Regions from separate parts of the Zea mays genome. Here region 1 is linked to region 2. A link is a contact called in public Hi-C data. All regions are on one chromosome and are shown on one strand. Each heading gives the region's core, a stretch centred on a gene start, on an enhancer-like site or on the middle of the called end of the contact. The rest is flanking DNA. Distances are from core to core; before and after follow the strand shown. Region 1 holds the start of LOC103631638 (mitogen-activated protein kinase 7). Region 2 holds the start of LOC103630730 (monothiol glutaredoxin-S9).

Evidence for each region. Hi-C and Micro-C count contacts between places; a contact is called where the count stands out from the background.
Region 1: a Hi-C map of bundle sheath shows a contact between it and region 2, with 2.1 times the contacts expected there. The contact joins the promoter of LOC103631638 here to the promoter of LOC103630730 in region 2. A contact is called at or near these places in 3 of 25 Hi-C or Micro-C datasets (bundle sheath, ear and endosperm).

What each region holds. Positions count from the first base shown.
Region 1 is chr6:176,328,637-176,331,892 of Zm-B73-REFERENCE-NAM-5.0, reverse strand. LOC103631638 (mitogen-activated protein kinase 7) reads left to right here and starts at 1,993. Exons shown (of 10, transcript XM_020539656.2): 1 at 1,993-3,256.
Region 2 is chr6:176,011,222-176,014,708 of Zm-B73-REFERENCE-NAM-5.0, reverse strand. It overlaps LOC103630730 (monothiol glutaredoxin-S9), which reads right to left and starts at 1,752. Exons shown (of 1, transcript XM_020539653.3): 1 at 1-1,752. The coding sequence starts at 470. The coding sequence ends at 36.

The DNA of each region.
Region 1 (3,256 bases), core at 744-3,243, 320 kb before region 2:
TTAGTGACTACAATTAGTTGACACATTCAAACACTCTAGCTAATAGTTCAGCTATTAGTTATTTTAGATAAATTAGGTAATAGTTAGGTAGTTATTTGTTAGCTAGCTAAGACCCCGTTTCAATCTCACGGGATAAACTTTAGCTTCCTGCTAAACTTTAGCCATATTAATTGAAGTGCTCAAGTTTAGCTCCTTAAGATGTTTGGACTACTCTAATAAAGTTTTAACATATTGGAATAAAAAATACATACATGCCCCTAATGCGAAGAGAGAGAATGGGATTAGAGGGTATAGGTGGAAAATGAGGTTCCCCGGCACACGTTTAGCTCATTTTAGCATCCTTTGAGCAGCTTATGAGATAATATGTGATAAATTTTATCACACCACCATTAGCTATACTGTTTAGATCACCAAATGGCTAAAAATAGCTAAAAAAAAGCTGCTAAAATTTATCTAGTGTGATTGAAACAAGACCTAATTCTACTAACAATTTTTAGTCAACTAACTATTAGTTATCGTGCATTTAAACACCCCTAAGAAAAGTGATTTGTTTTAGTTGCTGCGTTGCGGGCCATCCATCCTAGCTAAACTAAACGTTGGCACGCTGCAGACTTGCGGTTGCAGTTCACTTTCCCGGACCAACTCGTCCGATGGGAAAGCATCTGACCAACGGGGTTTCGCGCGGATATATAAACCCCATATTATCAGGAATTTTCATTTTAATCATTAGAATTGGATTTTATTTTAATAATAATAATTTAGACACATATCATTAGAAGCAAGCATGCATGCTCGGCACATGCTCCATTTTTTTTAATCCATCTTTCCTCTGTGATGCATGTGTTGCCCTTTTCCGCCTGGATGTGGTTAATTTTGTTCGCAGCGTAACTGCCACTTGATCGCTAAGAAAGGTGGTTTTTTAGTTAATGCGTTGCGAGCCATCCTCCCTAGCTAAACTAAACGTTGGCACGTTGCAGTTCACTTTCCCGAACCAACTCATCTGACCACAACGTGTAGAACGGGGTTTCGCGCGGATATATAAACCCCATATTACCAAGGGTTTCCATTTTCCTACCCTGTTTGGATCGTTTGAATTGAATTCCAATCTACCTCAATACATATGAATTAAGTCCAATACTAAAGTATCTAAACTAGGCCTAACCGGGTAATATAGAAAAGTCCCCGTGTACTATAAGTAGCATTTTGCTAAGATTTTATCACAAATGAGTACTGATCATTCTTTGTTGTTTATTAAGATGACTCAACATGGCTGCTTGATAAGCCCCCGTCCTAAAGCCAAGAGGGCATTGGTCTCATTAGGGCAACTCTTGATGTGCACCTGGACCCAAAACCTACTTATATGCATATATTTTATTTATTAATATTATAACTGTAGTTATATAAATATTGTCCCTAAAGAAAAATCAAATCCTGGCCTCTACTAGATGGCTCCGAGAAGCCATGCTAACATGGTTGTCGTCATGGAAAGCAAGACTTGGCGGGTGAGATGAATATCATTCTAAGGGTTAGTTTAGGAACACTATTTTCCTAAGTGATTCATATTTTTTCAAGAAAAATGAATTAATTTTCTTTAAAAAAATAAAAATCTCGTGGAAAACAGGGTTCCCAAACTAGCTCTAAATGGACCAGGGTTATTGATGTTCTTGCTGACATTGTAATCCTCTACTTCTTCTTTTTTCTTTTTTATCATCTAATACACCTCCCCCACGCCCCACTGCCCCGACAGTTCCTTTCCGCCTTTTGAACAAAAAAAAAAAACCCATCAAAGCAAGTATCCAGATCATTCCATCATCCATCGTATTAGCAATTGGCAATTCAGACCATAGGATTGAAGCGCAACACCTAATCTACCAGCCAAGCTAAGAAAAAAAAACCCTCCTCCTCCAATCGTGAATACAAAGTCCATTTATTTAACCATTATTCGCCGGTTGCGTCAAACATAAACTCTGGTATCTCCGGCGTATCTTTTTTCTTTTCTTTTTCTTTCTGCGTTCTTTATATCCACCTCTATCTTTAAAAAAAAAATACATACTGACCAGTAGTAAGTCTGTGGCGCGCATCTTAACATCACCACTGATTTCTTTACGATAAATGCAGAAACATGGCCATTGTATATATTTGTACTACCTCTAACCTCCCCACAGTCGCCTCGTGCCAAGTTGACACGGACAGATATGCTACTGCATCGGGGGATCAGAGAGCAGAGGATCTCTCCTTGTCTCTTGCATCGCCACCTCTCGCTGAACGTCAAGTCAAGAGGCCGATCGAGGTACTCGTTCTGCAAAAAAAAAGGGCCCTCTATTATACGTAGTTGAGTTGATCTTATAGGAACCCATCCAGCACGCAATGCAAGGCTGCAATTTGCAATCTGTGTCCCAAAACAGACAAGGGAAGGACGCAATAAACTAGGATTATCCTCTCCACAGACCACACTGCCAACCCGAGCTCTGTCGGCGACTCACCACCGACTCCGACGCATGCATTAGTGCTTATATTGCTCTAGTTTTTAAACTCACTGCTACGAATAAACAATAAACAATCACGAAATTTTAAAAAAAGGTGGTGGAATAAATAAATATCTACGGATGGGTTCAGCCTTTACAGCAACGAGCTAACAAACTGACTGGTGCTTAAACAAGCCGAGCAAAGCAGAGCATGTGTCCCATAGAAAAAATGGCGCATAAAGAGAGAGAGGAGGGGGGGTCGGTTGGGGCATCGGGCTCACGCTACAGCGCCAACGGAACGCGCCACCTACTCCCTCCACTCGATCAGCAGCAGCGGCAGAGGAGGGAGGGCCGGAGGGGCCTGGCCTGTCGCTAACGAAACCGTACCGCGCCCCCGATGGTACTTGCCCTGGGGTCCCCGGCCGTATTCATCATTTAGCTAAACTGTCTCCGTAAGAGATTCTAGACCACACACATGATGTGTGGAATCATATTCATTATTTTTTTTGGTTGAGTGACGAGTCACGGATCCAAGAATCGAGAGCATATTCCATTGCCGAAGGCTCATGTGCAATATAAATAAATAAATAAAAAGTTCCTACTACTAAGAGCAGTACACTACCAGCGCTGCTGTGGTCTATGTGCACACGGCTCCAAGCAGGAGTAATAATAAATCTTTTTTTTTGTCACAAATGGAAGCAAGCTTTGGCTTTCCCTCTATTCTGCTTTGCCGGTTTGTTCGTCAGTTGTCACTCGGTGTGTCCGAAACTACGAAAATTGTCTCCGTTCCG
Region 2 (3,487 bases), core at 503-3,002:
CAATCAGAGGGCGGCTAGCTTGGTGGCTGCTCGTGTCAGAGCCACAGCGCGCCGGCGTCCTTGAGTATGGGGACGAGGTCGCCGGAGATGTGCGCGGCCATGAGCCGGTCGAGGCCCCCGAGCAGCCTGCCCCCGACGAACACCGCCGGGAGGGCGGCGACCCCGGCGGCCGCGAGGTCCGCCTCGGCGCCGGCCACCTCGTGCACGGCGGGGTTCACCCCGAGCCCCTGCAGCAGCCGCTTCACCACGTGGCTGAGGCAGCACCCGCGCACGCCCACCACGAGCACGGGGCACTCCGCCACCGCGCGCCGCACCTCCTCCTCCTCCACCCTCGCCGCCGCCTCCGCTGGCGTCGACGCCTGCTGCTGCGAAGCCGCCAGCAACCCCTCCTCCTCCGCCACGTCAGGACCGATCGTCGGGGCCGGCCGCGGCCACGGCTGGCCGGCGCTGTACGGGATGGCCTGGTACATTATTCCTACCTGCCCTCTCTTTCCGTGGGGCGCGCGCGAGCGAGCTGCACGGCGTCCGTTTTCCTGGCTCGGTTGGGAGCTAGCTAGCTGCGACTTGTGTGCGTCGTCGTGTGATGATGGATGGGCATGGGCAGGGCGGGCTGGCAGATCCTGATATATAAAAGGGTGGTGAGGTCAGCGGGGGACGGGGATGGCGTAATCTGGTGGTGGCGGAGGGGACGACGGTGACCGCGTTTGTTCGCGCGAGCCGCGGTGGCGTGGCGGGGCGTCAGCCGCGGTTGAGGTGCTTCGGTGGGCCCGTCACGCCCCAGGTCACTGGTCGTGAGTCGTGACGGCCAGTCCGTGACGGCAGCACGTGGGGCGGGGGAAGTGATGGGGGCGTGGGAGGTGACGCGGTTGGTGACGATACTGCGGCCACGCTGCGGGGCCCTCGTGACGGCAGCTGCTGCCCTGCTGGCTTGGACGAGTTGGTTGGAATGGAAATATCGTCAGGATATGCTGCTATACACTGCTCTGACTCCGCCGCTGTAAGACGTTTTAAATTTGATATTGAGCCATTCGAAAATTCTGAATTTTAAATTTCGAAATATAAAAAAAAACTAAACAAAAAATTAGTACTGTATAGCATGTAAACTTCTAAGCTATGTCAAACGTAGAAAACGAGCATATATATCTGCGCTCGCCATTTGAAATGGAGCGAGCAGTACAACAATGAGGGCTAGTTTAGAAATTTAAATACCCTTCGGAATTGGAGCGGATTAATGAAGAAATTTACATACCTTTCAGATTAGCGTGAAATCTGGTCGAGGCCGAGGCCAATATGACAGGGTGACGACCGGCGAGAGAGAGCGGCGTCGGAGCCACCAGAATTTTTCCTCGCAAATGATGGCGTCCGCGTCGGCCGTCGGCAGGTCACAGAGCGGCGCCCGCGTTTCCCTCCGAGGTGGTCGCCGGCCGGCCGCGCGCGATTTCCTGGCTGAACATTTCCAGGCTCTCCACTGCTGACCGAGCGCTCTCGGCGCGGCCGGTCACGTGTTAGATACGTATATTCCATATAATCATCCATCAAATGGCGCGAAGTCAATTGGTAGAATAGTATATTTAGGGCTAGTTTGGGAATACTATTTTCCCAAGAGATTTTCATTTTTAAAAGGGAAATTAGTTCATTTTCCGTTTGAAAACTAGAAGCTTTCTTGGGAAAATGGTGTCCAAACTAGCCCTTAGTTAAACATTAATTGGCTGTTCATTAAAGAAAAAGTAAAAAAACGAGACCAGTGCTTTCTTTTATCCTAGGATGGATGGGGTATGTGCTGAAGTCGGTTTTTTGAGCTGGCGAGCTATCTGTGGGCGCTACTCCCCATCCAGGTCTGGAACAGGACGAAAACGGACAAGATCAACTCAAACACGAGCAGTCTACTACGAGATCGCTGACGCTGTGTGCATGGCAAGCGTATCAAGCATACGTGCCGCGATCACGCGTGACGTGTCGCATGGGTTGGATGTGTTGGCCTGTATTCTCTCGTCCGGATAAACTGTCGCGTATTGTAATCTGGTTCGGACACTCGAGGGAGATCGAGCTGCTTGCCGCGTGAAATATGCTGCGTGTCTTGTGCAAAATTCCGTACTTTGGAGAATTGTATACTAGCTTTAGGTTAGCTTCAACAATTCTTTTCGAAATTAAACCTTGTGTACGGCTGTAGCTACACCATGTTATGAGACTGCTCGCTGGATCCTCTCGGTTCAGTCTTTATATTTACCAATCTGACTATAATCTTCCGATACCACCTAAATCAGTCTGTTCGCTGCCCCATTTCTGCCGCCGACCCATTCCCGATGTAACGCCACCCGACTTTGCCACTTCCTAGCGCCTCCGTCCCTTGTCCTATTTTTCTCGTGACGTCGATCCACTCGATAAGCTAGATCTCGCTCGTCGCAACGATATGACTTATCCCCTGCGATCGGTGGACTTGGCGAACTAGAAAATCATGGCTCTTACGTGGACTTTTTGGTCTCTCTAAATTTTCGTCCTCTGGTGTAGGCTGTAGGCTGTCGTAGCTAATCGACCGGCAAATTTTCGTACCGCCATATATATGCGGTAGCAGGTTCGGCGGCGGCTTCTAGAGACAACGGGTTTCACGCTAGCGCAGTTCATCCCAGCATTCAAAATATACTTTCTCCCTTCTAGAAAAAGAAGAGCAACAATTCAACAAATCATTCGTCTCTGCGTTTGCTCGAGAACCACTGAACCTGCGTGGCGGACGACCAAACACGCCGTTCGGAAACTTGGGCACACACACATTTAGGAGGTGTGTGTCCGTTTCTAGACACTAATTTTTAGCCATTCTATTTTATTTAATTTTAATCTCTAAATTAATAAAGCTAAACTATATTTTAATTTTCATATTTATCAATTTACAAACTAAAACATAAGGAAATAGAGTGACTAAATATTAGTATTTGGAAACTAAAAACTCCATTACCACACGAGTCACGTCACCTAGACATGCAAGTGTAGGGCTACGTGCATGGACGGCGCACAGTCACCACGTCACCATCCGGGGGGAGGAGCACTGGATGTCTCAACCACCTATCAGATGGACGTGATGACGGAGACACGAGTCGTACGTGCGATGAAGATAGCGATTTCCATTACACTAACTAATACTGCTGGTGGTATTGTACTAAATGGTAAATGATGTTTATTTATATTACATCATCCTGTTCCAACATAGTATTCATTTTACCTATTGGTTTTTATACGTACACTTAAATACATATAATGAGATCTAGACATATAAATAAAACACATGTATCCAGTATTCTATAAATCAAAATGAATTACCTAAAACAAATTTTGACTTTGGACAGGCAGTACACGGTAATGGATTAGTCTACATGTTCATAAAGAGCCTCTACATTAGGACTAGTTTGAAACTTAAATCCGTTGGGGTTTAGGGGGGAAATGTTTACTTCCCCTTAATAATATCCTTCAATTATAGAAAGTTATGGATTTATAA